Linked DNA regions of Mus musculus: region 1 is linked to region 2. Evidence: chromatin contacts called from public promoter capture Hi-C data. All regions are on one chromosome and are shown on one strand. Each heading gives the region's core, a stretch centred on a gene start, on an enhancer-like site or on the middle of the called end of the contact. The rest is flanking DNA. Distances are from core to core; before and after follow the strand shown.

Evidence for each region. Promoter capture Hi-C pulls out the DNA fragments that hold promoters and counts their contacts.
Region 1: a contact with region 2 is called in a promoter capture Hi-C map of embryonic stem cells, with 2.9 times the contacts expected there. The contact joins the promoter of Mroh3 here to the promoter of Igfn1 in region 2. A contact is called at or near these places in 7 of 39 promoter capture datasets (the C10 cell line, the HPC-7 cell line, cranial neural crest and 3 more), 2 of 115 datasets of contacts at active chromatin or transcription factors (the 230-238 cell line and the SCID.adh cell line) and 3 of 9 other capture datasets (adipose tissue, embryonic stem cells and liver).

What each region holds. Positions count from the first base shown.
Region 1 is chr1:136,207,471-136,214,402 of GRCm38.p6, reverse strand. Mroh3 (maestro heat-like repeat family member 3) reads left to right here and starts at 1,583. Exons shown (of 23, transcript NM_001329610.2): 1 at 1,583-1,798; 2 at 3,000-3,114; 3 at 5,494-5,558; 4 at 5,868-5,990; 5 at 6,076-6,155; 6 at 6,521-6,650. The coding sequence starts at 3,027. Inava (innate immunity activator) reads left to right here. Exons shown (of 10, transcript NM_028872.3): 10 at 1-881. The coding sequence ends at 77.
Region 2 is chr1:136,001,941-136,008,724 of GRCm38.p6, reverse strand. It overlaps Igfn1 (immunoglobulin-like and fibronectin type III domain containing 1), which reads left to right and starts at 2,383. Exons shown (of 27, transcript NM_177642.3): 1 at 2,383-2,404. The coding sequence starts at 2,383. It also overlaps a transcript of Tmem9 not described here.

The DNA.
Region 1 (6,932 bases), core at 334-2,833, 210 kb before region 2:
TACTCCGGAGGTCGACGGACGGGGCCCCAGTGCAAGTCTTTGTGCCTGAGAACGGAGAGATTATCAGCCAAGTGTAACTCTTCTGAACGCCTTGCCTCGTGCGGGAAAAGACTTTTCTATTGGAGCTGGGGTCGAGGACCCCCTCACCCTTAAGTGCTTCTTTCATCTCCCCTCCCCTCATCGCAGGCCGATGATGCAGAGCTGAGACCTTTCGGTTTTTTTACATGTGTTTCCCAGAAGTCCTGACCTGAGGATTTATATCTGTGATTTGTCTTATTCTTTAATAACATGATTATGCTTTATCCCCCAGAGTCTGGCCTTTTGGACTAATGTCGAGCTGGACTAATCGACAGCATTTGTCTCCTTATGTAGGACAAGTGGCATAGAGGGCCCCTTGAGACGTCCCATATGCTCTGGGCCCTCTTTCTGAGATACCTGTTGCTTCTTAAGGCTGGAGGCCGGATGTGGGACTCCCTCAACAGGGACTCTTCCCTTGTTTCCCAGATGCTGGGCAGAACTCTCCTCTCCCCTTCAGGGCACAGGCATTTCTGTCATGGTGTTCTTCCCATACCCTACAGTAGTCCCAACCTCCACTTGCCATATTGTATGGCTTCTGAGCCCCTTCCCCAGTGCATAGATGCCCCCCCCCCAACCCAGTGTATTCTCTGGATCCCTAAGTGCCTTAGATCCTGAGCCACAGAGCTGAGAGACTTCTGAGTGCTAGTGCCTCCCCACACCTGAGCATCCTTCACATTAATTAACTTATTGGTCTTACCTAACAGCTATCTCGTGTGGTTGCACCGTGGCGGTGCCCTCCGTTACAGGGCAACCTTGTGCCAAATACTTCAATAAAATCTGATTGGCCCAGCTGAGGATGAAGGATTCTGTGTGTGTGCTGAGTTGTTTTTTTTGTTTGTTTGTTTGTTTTGACCAAGCACAGAGTGGGCTCCTTGAGATGGCTGCCTGGTTTGGTCATGACTCTAGGGAGCAAGCAGAGTGACAGACAGAAACTCAAGCTGCTTCTCTGAGCACAGGGAATCCAGCAAAGCTCCTCAAGGTCTCCAGAGCCTGAACTTTTAGCTCAACTGTTAAAATCTGGAAAGCCCAGATTCCATTTTCAGCACCCTCATGGCAGCTCCATGGAGTAACCTTGGAAGGCACTTCAGCGCTTTGTGATCCCTTTTTCTCTGGCTTCAGATGGCCCAGGCTCAGTGGTTTGAGGCTTATTTGAAATTGTTCTTGTGGCTGGAAAAACAGGCGTTCCTTGGGTAAGGAGGGGCTCTCCATAAGACCCCTTCTGTGTTTTTGCAAAAGGTGGAGAGGGAGGGGTAGTAGGAGGAGAGGGGTGTTGGAGGGAGGCTGCAACTTTTTCTGCTGCCCTGTAGGGGGTGCTCAGGACTTGAGAGCAGAGCGCCTGCTATGGCTACAGTTTCTGGAGAGCTTGTGGCCTGAGTCTGAGGTAGCAGCTCTGTGTCAGGCAGAGAAAGGGGTCTCTGTTTTGCCTGTCCCTCTCCACAGTCAAGGAAGAGGTAGGTCACAAAGGGCCAGGCAGATGGCTATGCAGGGGTGACGCCAGTGCTGCACTTGGTGGCCAGCCCTAGAGACTGTAGGAATCTGGCTTTCAAGGACCTGGCTTTATTAGGCTGGGGGTTGTTCCATGCTAGGGGTTGGGTGGGAAGGGAAGAGAGTTCCAGGGCCTCTAGAGAAGCTGTGGGCATCCTTATCTCAGACCTGAACATCAATGTAGCTATTAACTGTGGCCAGTAAGGACTTGATTTTGGATGTAACTTATTTTGTGGTAAGTTTGAACTTTATTTTTCCTGTGTTGGGGATGGAACCCAGGGTTTCACACTTGTCAGGCAGGTATTTGGTTTTGTGTTTTAGCCATCTGTCATCTGTTAGGCCCAGAAAAATACATTTTAGGGTTTTTTTTTTTAAATGTATATGGGCGTACCATGTGTGTGCAGTGCCCACTTTGGCTAGATGAGGGCATCAGCTTCCCTGGAACTGGAGTTACCGTGAGCACTTTTAACCGTTGAGCCATCTCTCCAGTTCCCACCCCCAATTCCAGGTAAAGCTTGATCAGAGGGTTCTGTTGTAATAATCTTTCTAGGTGGCAAAGAGGTTGAAGTATCTATATATCTATATAGCTATAGATATATAGATATGGGAGGCTGTTAAGAAAAAATGGGGGATAGCTAAGTTCTTGTAAGCAGCCAGCCTTGAAATGTGCCAGTGTGAGGAACTGGTTGGGCATAACTCCTTTCAGTTTCAGTCCATAGGCTAGCTCTACACCTGAGCATCCATGTCTGGGAGTTGCAGGCACGTTAGAGTCCTTAGCCTCCCCTCCTGGATGGCAGAAGGGACATCCTAGAGAATGGGAAAGAACCCTCTGCTAAGAACAGCTTCAGAACCTGACCTTAAGACATCAGAACCACAGATAGAAACTTCCCTGGGAGCCAGCTTGAGTCTGAGATTGCCACAGGAGATCCTTGGCTGGTGCCTGCATGACCCATAAGGAGTCAGGGTTCTTCAAGGGGGGTTGTGCACTTTCCCCAGAAACAGGAGATAAAATGGGAAACTAGCAAACAGGACCTAGCATGGGCACTGTCCAGTCAGTTCTTGTGGTTCTGTTTTGTTTGTTTGTTTGTTTTTTCTCTTCTCTTCTCTTCTCTTCTCTTCTCTTCTTTTCTTCCCCCTCCCCTTTCCCCCCTCCCCTCCCCTCCCCTCCCCTCCCCTCCCCTCCCCTCTTCTTTTCTTTTCTTTTCTTCTTTTCTTTTCTTTTCTTTTCTTTTCTTTTCTTTTCTTTTCTCTTCTTATTCTGCCCTCATGCCATGGATAAATGCAGAGCCTCAGGACATGCTGAACAAGTGTTCTGCTATCTCCAACCCTGTCCTTGTAAATGGTCAGGCTGCCTCCTGCAGCCTTCCCCTATACTAAACCTGCATCACTAAGAAGACCAGACTCTCATCAGGCCTGACTGCTGGTCTCATTACAAGCTGTTGGATCCTGTCCTGGGTGGGCAAATGAATCTACACTCCGAGGAGAGAAATCTGAACAGAGTAACATTTCGGTCATCGATGTACGATGTCTTGTTAGAGCCAAGTTTATCAGGTAAGCAGTTTTCTGTAGGCCTGGGTATCACTAATCTTACTGAGGCAGTTTGGAAGTGATAATGGCTCCCTGGCCCTTGCTAGAGATGTCACTCTAAGGGCTATCCCTTTCATAACTACTCTCTAAGGCCTGCTCCTTCTGCAGGCTCATCTCCCTCAGAGGCCTGGAGCTTAGCTGGGCGTTGATATGGTCTGAGATATTGAAAGCTCACCTAGAGGCAACTAGACGTTCAGTGGAGCCCTAGATGTTTAAAGCCTGTAGGTAGTATGGAAAGATCTTTCCATACTACCTACAGGCCAATAACCTCTTAACCAACACTTGATTTTTAGACTAGAGGTGTCCAAATTCCAAGTTCTTATAGCCCTAATCCTTTAAAATTTAATTTCACTTTATTTCTTTACCATGTGTGTGCATACACATGTACAATGTGCATGCATGCCATGGCATATGTGTGGAGGTCAAAGAACAACTTCCAGGAGATGGGTCTCTCCACCACATGGGTCTAGAACATTAAGCTTAGACTGTCAGACTTCTTGGCCAGCTGGATAACCTGCTGTGTTATTCTGTTGGCCTTTGCCTCCTTCCCTCTCCCTCCTCCTCCTCTTTCATTTCCTCTTCCTCTTCCTCCTTCTCTTCCTCCTCTTCCCTCTTCCTCTTCCTCCTCCTCTTCTAGACAGAGTCTGGCTAAATTACTCAAGCTTGTGATTCTCCTGCCTCAACCTCCTGGTTAGGATTACAAGAATGTGCCACCACGTCCCAACCCAAAGCCTATTTATATCTGCACTCTAATGCCAGGTAGACATCTCAGAATCAACATGGCCCATGGCCCAAATGAACCCTGGCTTTGTTACCCTCTTCAGATACCCTCAGGTCAACAAACGACAACCCAAGACTTCTAGTCTCTCAGACCAAAAATTTAATTTCTTTTTTCTTGAGGCAGAGTCTTGCTATGTAGCACTATGGCACTGGCTGGCTCAGAGTTCACTTTGTAGATCAAGCTGGCCTCACAATTACCCTTATTCTCTGCCGCAGCCTCACAATACTAGAATTGAGAGGGTGTGCTACAACACCTATTTGATTTTTTTTCTTTTGTATCTAATTTTACTTTTTGATGTATGATTTCAGTATGTAGCTCAGGCAGGTTCAGAACTCAACTATATAGCTCAGGGTGGCCTCGACTCCAAGACCCTTCCTTCTACCTCTATCTTCCAAGTGCTTGGATTACAGGTGTGTGCCACTATGCCTAATTAATTTTTGTTTAGTACTTGTACCAGATTCTCAAACCTGGAGCCTTCAGCATGTTAGGCAAGTGCTCTACCACTGAGCTACACTCCTAACCCTAAAACAATCTTGACTTCTTTGTAGCTTTTAGGCTCACATCTTCTCTATCATCTATTTCTACTGATCATCAACATAGATATCAGATATGACTACCTCCTGCTATCACCTCCCTCCAGGAAAGCTACCATTTGTCTCTCCTGGTTATTGTTTCAGTCTCTTAACTAATCCCCTCCTTTTTAAAAAGACAAGCTCTTCTTATAGAATCCAGACTGGCCTTGGACTCACTATTAGCTAAGGGTAACCCTGAACTCCTGGTTCTCTTGTCTCTGCCTTCCAAATGCTAGGATTAAAGATGTGCACTACTGCACTGGGCCTGGGGATGGGGGTGTATTTTAATTTACTAAGGACCCATCTGCCTTTATTAGTTCATTGAGCATCACCACATGGAGGTCTATCTTTGCCATTGCACAGTTGATGAACCTGAGTCAAGAGTTTCATTTGCAGCAGACCATGGGGTTAGTGAATGGAAGGGCTGCACTTTGGCTTCAAACCCTGCCTAGAACCTTTTGTCTGTAGGGACAACAGAAGCCTGCACTCAGGCCCATTACCCCCCACACCCGCCCTATTGCTATAGCTCTCATTCATTTGTCTTATCCCTTCAGGACTCAACTTGGCATAATCAGGCTTTTTCCCTAGCCTTCCCTCCCAGCCTCTGTCTTTACTTCTCATTGCAGCAGGCCCTTAAGGCTATATGCATCTCCCCTTAGTTGACAAGAAAGGCTCCCAAGGCTGACTTGAGACTCAAAGTCCATTCACAATCAAGAATCTCAAAGTCAGTGTTGGACAGTCCCAGAAATCTGTGGGACACTGAGAGTGGCTCGAAGTCCTTTCTCTTCTCAGTCATTCTTGTATCAGTGGCCATGTCTGATGCAGAGTGTCTCTTAAGTCCATGCCTGGATGCTTTCCATGTTGGCCTCCATGCTTACATAAGAAGTGCTACAAATTCCCATGCCACACCTCTCAGTGAAGGAGGAGGGGAAGAGCTGCTGTCCCTTCCCACCTGATAAAGCCAGCTGATACCTCCAAATCCCCTTTCAGGATTGTGCCAGTCAGAGAAAGAAGCCTATCAGCTCATTCTGGATTTTATGGAACCAGGACAGATGGTAAGGAAATGCTTTGAGACTCTTTGGGAACTAAGGAGCAGAGTAGGAAAATCTGAAGGTCGATGCTTCCCTTAGCCCTAGCCCCGAAGCCGCCTGAATGTCACCTTCTCACTGGCCACAGACAGGGTGGCAGTCACCCTCCTGCCTAAAGGATCTCCCTTGTAGACTCTCAGCCCTACTGTCCCAGAAGGCTACAAAGACCCTAGACACCAGAGATGTGTAGCACAGTCTGCTTGAGTTGGGATTGGACAAAGTGTGGGGTGCAGGTCCCAGGTCCTGCCCTGAGACTGGCTTTGTCTTCTGTCCCAGTCCCAATTAGACAAGCTCAGTTTCCTGAATGCTGTGTCAACATTGAGCAGCGTTGTGCGTGACCAGGCCAATGGCAACATGAATAAGTACTATCCAAAAACCCTTCTGGCTAAGAAAATTGAGGTGAGAAAGAACAAATCTTCATCCTAGACCTGAGGCTGGTATCCCTCTTTGAGGTAAATTCTCATTTTTTTCCTCGTCTTTCTAGACATTCATCCTGGAAGAACCCCCTGAGATCTTGGATAGTAGCGTGCGCCAGCAAGCCATGCTCTGCATCGTGGCCCTGAGGTTCCTTCCCCCATGGGCCCTCTCCTATCCTCTGGGGCTCTGACCCTGAGAACTTGTGGGTTGGGAGGACAGGCTAAGTCTGGGAACTTGACTAGAGGATCAAGGTGGCAGAGTCTATGGTGGCCAATTCATCAGCCAGATGCCAGGAGAGGTGTGTGTGTGGGGGGGTGGCTTTTGGAAATCTAGTGTAGGATGCCTCCCTGATCAATGTTCTCCTGCTCTGACAAGGAATCAAAGGAAGATGGCCCACAGCTTTCTGTACCTCAGAGAGTAGCCGAGCAGTTTCCCCCAGAGGGTTTGAAAATATACCTCCGCCTCACACAGGATGCCCTGAGTCCCTTGTTCATCACCGCTTCTCCCCCAAGTCAGGTGAAGCCACCTTTCCACTTATGCCAGAAGCTGGATCTGGTCAATGTTAGCATCGCGAGCACATTCTCCCTGCCTCTCATCATGCCCAGTCTAGACCGAAAGGAGAGCGCTAGTCTCTACCTCCAGGTAACCCCCATATGTGTCTTGCTGCAGATCTCCATGGGAATGAGTTTGTCTTGGGGACTACCTCCTGTTGGCTTGGCTTCCTGGCCTTCCTCCTGCTCTGGCTCCTCCTTCAGGAGCCCAAGTCTCCCTGTCCTCCATTCAGCTTACTGTCTGTCATTCTGGGCTTCCCAGGGAATGGTTACACCCATACCTTTTCTCTCTGAAGCTCACATGCCATCTATAATCTTAGATAGTCTACCAACAAAATCCAGAGACTATAGGGAATAATTGTCGAAAGGACTG
Region 2 (6,784 bases), core at 1,134-3,633:
ATTCCAAATAGCTGATATCATACACTCCACCAGCTCAAGTTATTAGGTTGATTAGAAATAATATCGAGGAGTCAGAGTGGTGGTTCAGCAGTTAAGAGCACTGATTGCTCTTCCAGAGGTCCTGAGTTTAATTTCAAGCAACCATATGGTGACTCACAACCATTTGTAGTGGGATCCGATGCCCTCATCTGGTATGTCTGAAGACAACTGCGGTGTACTCATATAGATAAAATTAAACAAACAAACAAACAAACTTTAAAAACAAATTTAAAATGAAAAACAAAAAATTGTCGATCTCATCTGACTTACCTTTGAAAGTGATAAACACGCCCATTTGGATGCTTAGCATTTTACTTAGCGACACACGTGACAAGTCATAACCCTGTGATGAAATACGTGCTAGTCTGGGAACAGCACTTTCCTAGGAGACAGACAAGCTGATGGACTTACACATTCAACAAACAGGTATCGGGTGCCTGTTATGTGTCAAACTCTGCAGGACACCCAGACTCACAAGCCACTGCAAAAATGGAAAGGTTAAATATTTGCCCATGTGGACGCAAAGGGCAAGTGCCCTGTGTGTTTCAGGGATAAAGTGGGTGGGGCTCACCAAGAGAGACTTCCTTCTAAGCCAAGTCCGACCCTAGCCCCGCCTACGGGTAATCTGACATTCCATCTGTCCAATCCTGGTCACCCTGTTCCGAAAGGCTCCACCTCAATCTAGACTCCTGGGCTTTTTTGCAGTTTAGTGCAACAGGTGGCGCCCCCAGAATAAGGACATTTCTGTCCCAGGCCAGCAGCTGTCACCTTAGAAAGATTAAGATTCTCCCACCAGGCGACAAGGCTTGTTGTGCCCGAGACAGATACGGCTCGGATTCCCAGCCCGAGGTAATTAACCCGGAGAAAAATGTGACACATCTCCCGGACCGTCTGCGGTGTAGCGGGCTGCCCACTGGCTTCAGCTTTCCCCAGAGCTTGGAAGGATTTCTGAGAAGGGAGGATCCTGCTGCAGAGCCTCTGTGCTTTCCTGCTGTGGGGGTGCGCGAGCCCCCAGGTCAGGATCTCAACCCACAGCGTTCCTGCCCAGAATGCAAAAGGCTTAGGTCGCTGCGGAAAACCGGGTGAAGACGTACAGCAGAATGTACGGGGTTACTGAGCTCCACGCGCGAGTGCTGGTGGTCTTGCATTGCATTAGGGAGGTCACCGCTCTGTGTCCCAAGGCGGGGTAAGAGGCTAGGTCCCGCTGATCCCAGGAGACATAGCTGCACGGACACACTAATCCACTGTTTTTACACATAATCACTTCACACGCAGAGATTACCTACCTCAGATTGCATTCATAGTTGGCTGGGTTTCCGGGCTTTAAAGGCTTTCAGTTCGCGTTCTGGGGAGCATTGAGAGACCAGAGGCTGACCCAGACTCGCTAATCCTAATCTCTCCAGCTGCCACTCACCCGCCATCAAGGTGTCTCTGTGGGCCCGTTTTTCTCATCTGTTCAAATGGGTTAAGCTGACCTCCTAGGCATGTCCTTATTCTGTGGGTTAAAGGAGAGAATCTTCAGAAAGTTATGGGTTCTTCTGGACTGAGGGTCTCCCATCCTCCTCTGGATGTTCCCCCTAAGAAATTGTGGTTTGGTTCTTAAATTGGTTATAATTAACCAGAAGGAAACCGAACTATTGCTTGGACAGACACTGGTAGCTGGTTGGGGAAGTGGAGTGAGCCTGCTTATTTGCAGGGACTAATTAGCGATGTCCATAAGGATCTCTGCGGCTCTAATGATTCTAGCAGGAGTTTGGAAAATATTCGAGCCAATTGCTCACTCAATAGGGAAACTGAGGCCCAGAGATGGGGAGGTAATTTGCCCAAGTCCAGGCAGCCTAGAGGCAGCCTTGATAGTTCTTTGAGGCTGTTGCAAATCGGCTTCCCTGACCTGGGCCTTCATCCTGGCCCAATTTTAGGATTCTGGACTTTGCCCCATAGGTTTGCTTCCTACTTCCAAAACATTTTGAGTCCCTTAGTAAAGCGTTCCCTAGGCCATGTTTCTCAGGCTGGGAGAAGCAGGAGCCTGGAAAGTTAAAGAGTAGTCATGGGGTGGCAAGGGGTTTAGGGAGGTGAGATCTTCATGGGCACTGTGTACCTGATCTGTTTACAACTTGCTGTTAATAGATGCCATTAATCATAGCCAACTGCAGCTGGCTCAGCCTGGGGAAGAGCAGCAGCCTGCCATCTTTGAGAGGGACGAGCAAGAAGGAATATGGAGGAGGGGGCAGGTTCCTACAGTTACCTGACACAGGAAAACCAGTCCCAGAGGGACATGGCATGAGGACACATGTATGTTAGTGTCTTGTTCAGCCCAGCCAGCCCTCTACTAAATGTCCCAGCATGAATGAGATGCGAACACAAGGTCTGTTAAACATTATGTGCTTAGTGCATACCTTTATTTTTCTTTGTTAAAAGGTATTTATTGGCTTATTTTTGCATACCTTTAAGAAGTTACAGGGCTTTAGTCTGTATGAATGAGGCCCTAGGTTTGATTCCTATCATTGCAAAAAATAAAACCTAGGTGCTGGAGAGATGGCTCAACAGCTAAAAGTGCTCTTTAAGAGGATTCACATTTGATTTCTAGCATCCATAACAAGTTGCTCACAACCATCTGTAATCCAGTTCTAGGAGGTCCAGCACTTTGGTCTCCATGGACACCTGCACTCATGTACACATGTGCCTTACTATATCTATAATTAATAATAAGAGTGAAATTCTTTTTAAAAATAAATAGAAAAATAAATAAATAGAGCCTGGAATTTGGAAGGCCCTACTCTAAATATCAAGGGACTGTGAGGAGAGTTCGCTAGTCTCAATTGCTAGTTACACAGAGGAATCCTAATGTGATTTTTCTCCCATATCAATACAATCACTGGGTACTCAGAGGCCTTTCCTGGTAAGGGGACAGTGTGATATGAGCAGCCAGGTCACTGGGCTCAAGATATAAGTCCCATGTCCAAGATCATACATCTCTTTCTATGACCTCTGATGGTGTCTGTATTTCTCCACGTCTTAGACATTCATAGCACCTACCACTGAGATTCTAGATCCTTTTTGGGTCTATTAGGGTCAAGACCAGGACCTGGTGGACTAGATTTCTAATACTCCAAAACATTAAATATCTAAATATCTGATTAGTACTGATTATTAACTTAAAGAGATCTAGAACCACAGGAAACAAACCTTCAACATGTCTGTGAGGGATTTTCTAAACCAATTGAGATGGGAAGACCCAGGATAACTGTGGGTATCACTGTCCTGTGGCCCGGGGTCCAGGAGAAAGAGAGCTGGATGTTGGCTCTTCATCTCTTTCTGCTTCTTGGCTGAAGATACTATGTGATTACTTATGTCATGCCTGATGCTGTGCCCCCTGCATGATGGATGTGTCCTGTGAGCCAAGGTGACCCTTCCTTCCTTCCTTCCTTCCTTCCTTACATTGCTCCTACCAGATATTCTGCTACAGCAACCGGAAAAATAACTAGTAACCAGAGTGAGGTTGTGGCTGGGACAAATCTGACCGTGTTAGAACTGGTTTCTGGGAAGAATGTGGGGGGCAGGGGGTGGGGAATGGAACTTGGAGCTGGAAAAGCATTAAAGCACAAGCTGAGCTTAGTAGGTCATTCTGATGGGAGTTTGGAAGGCCAGGATGTTGGAAGAGGTATTCAGTGTGTGTGTGTATGTGTGTGGGGGCGTGGGGGGTGGGAGGTTGGAGGGGTGTTCATGAGGTTTCAAAGGAAAAGAGGAAATGTTGGGAACTGGACCACAGGCCATTTATGTGGCAAAGAACCTGTCTATATCTGCCCATGTCCTGAGAACTTGACTAGGGCAGAATTTTAAAGTAATCAGCTAGTTGGTTTGTCAGAGGAACTCTCAAGAGAAGATAGCACTAGCATCCCGCAGTGGCATGGTTGTTGTTCACTGCGCTTACACGGGCCTACAACTAGAGAGGAGTAAAGATGGCAGGAATAGTAGGGAAGCAAGATATGAGGAATGTGCCCGTTGGAGATGAGAGGGTGGAATTTAACATTGTGGACAAGGCTGATGCTGAGGAAGAAGCTATACTTGTTAAGGAAACTAGCCGTTGTATGAAGCCAGGAAGATGAAGCTTAAGTTAGAATAGAGATGGCAGGATGTTGGAGATGACAGGACCATGAGATGTCTGACAAAGAAATCCGTAGTCATGAAGTAACACCGACCTAAGAAATAGGATACCTGTGTGCTCGAAAGGGAGTTGAAATTTTACTAAAGCCCTTTGGAATCTTTTCTCTCTTCCTGTTTGTTTGTTTGTTTGTTTGTTTGTTTCAAGACAAGCTCTCACTTTGTAGCTCTGGCTGTCCTGGAGCTCACTATGTAGACTAGGTTGGTCTTGAACTCACAGAGATCCACTTGAGTGCTGAGATTAAAGATGTTCTCGAGAATGCTGGGCCTTTTGGAATCTAGATGATCATTCCATTAGGAACCCCAGATAATGGACAGGTTTCCATGTTTGGCTTGCTGATATTTCTTGTCATGGATTCCTCTCTTCAGAAGTAGGAATTTTACTGTGTGCTGATACAGAGACTCATGGTTAAGAGATTGCCTGAGTCTTAAAAAGGATTCTTCACTTTCACATTTGAACACTATTAGAACTGTTAATGATGGATAGTGCTTTCAGAGTGTGGTGGTTTGAATAGGAATGGCTCCAGAGACTTAATGCTAAATGCTTGGCCCAGAGTGAGTGACACTATTAGGAGATGTGGCCTTGTTGGAGGAAGTGTGGCCTGGCTGGAGTGGGTGTGACCTGATTGGGCTGAAGGGGCTGGCTTTGAAGTCTCAGAAGTTCAGGCCTGCCTAGTGGCTCACAATTCACTTCTGCTGCCTGCAGATCAAGACGTAGACCTCTCAGCTCCTTCTCTAGCACTATGTCTGCTTGTACACTGCCATGTTTCCCACCATGACAATAGTGAACTCTGAAACTGTAAGCCAGCCCCAATGAAATGCTTTCCATTTAAGAATTGCTATGTTCAAGGTGTCTCTTGTAACGGCCATAGAAACCCAAAGTAAGACACAGAGGACTCAAGTTTGGATCCCAGCACTCATGCTGGGTGAGCCATGACTTCCTGTAACTCTAGTTGTGGGAGATCTTCTTGTGGCTTCCGCAGGTACCTGCTCACAGATGGCATACCCTCATATACACATATACAAGCACATTTCTTAAAAACTCACAAAAGGACTGTGAGAGTTTATGAAGTTGGGCTGAATGCATTATAAGATGCCCAAGAGCCTATGGGGACAAGGGGTGGAAGGTTATAACTTAAAAGTGATGTTTTGATGTCAAGTTGACAAGGAGTGGACTTATGGTTAATATCGATTATCAACTTGACAGAGTCTACAATTATCCGTTTGTGAGAGTTAGTTAAGGTTTGAAGACCCACCCTTGAGGTGGGTGGCACCATTTCATGGACTTGGGTCGTCGAATATAAAACAGGAGAAAGCAAGCAAAGCTTTGGTGCCCAATGCTCTGCTTTCTGAGTGAGATGTGTGTGACCAGCTGTGTCGCACTTCAGCCACCACAATTTCCCTGTCATGATGGACGATACCCTTGTACTATGAGTCAAAATAAATTTCCTTCCTTAAGCTGCTTTTGTCAAGTATTTCCTCACATCAAGGAGAAAAGAAACTAATCCACCAGCCTCGTGTTAAGGAGATGGCAGGAAAAGACCCAAGATCTCAGGGTATCCTACCATCCACACTCAGGGTGTACTTCAGGCAAACTGCAAGCTATTGGTATCTGCCACTTGTTGGAAGTCACGGGAAATTGTGTTGTTTTGTTAAACAGCTATCTTTCTTTTCTATTTGTTCTTGTAGTGTTGGGGATTGAACCTAGGTCCCTTTGTACACTAGACAAGCATTCTGTCACAGAGCATTTATTTACTCTTGACTCTAGAGCAAGAGCAAGTGAGTATCAGTCAGGAGAAAGGACTTAATAACTTGGATGTGCTTAGTAGCCACTGTGTATCTAGAACTAAGCAGCTACCAGTCACTCCTTTATGAATTACACAAATATTCACCCATTTAGAATCCTCCAAACCCTATGAAACAAATATTATTATGCCCTGTTTTATATGCATTAATTACGTACTTTCTCCATTGCTGTGATAAAATAACAAAAACAACTTAAGGTAGGGAGGGTTTATTTTGGTTTAAATTTCAAGGATTCAGCCCATTATGCTGGAAAAGTCATGACAACAAGTGCATGATACAGATATTTACATTGTATCCAAAGTGAGTAAGAAGAGAGCAATTAATTCTCAGCTAGCATTTCCCTTTTTATACAGTCCAGGACTCAAGCCTAGGGAATGGCACCGCCCATGTTTAGAATAGGTCTTCCCACTTGAATTAGCCTAATCAAGATCATCTCTCACAGGCATGCCTCGAAGCTTGCCTCTTAGAAGCTTGTCCTCTACATCTTGTCAAGTTCATCAGCAGTATCAACCATCACAACTATAGAAAGTGATGTGCCGAGAATTTAAATTGCATGGCAAAAGTCATAGAGTAAGTATGTGGCAGAGGGGGGTTTCCGATCTAAACTCCACAGTCCACTCTCAGAGCCACCTAGAACGAATGGGTCTGGAGCTTTCTACTCTAGTTGTGTGCAGCCCTCTTACAGAGGCCCTTGCAGTTGATCACAAATAGACTCTCTCTCCTTGGGGGATTCTGCCTTGTCAGACTCCACTTGTTTCTCTTTCTACCATCTAACAGT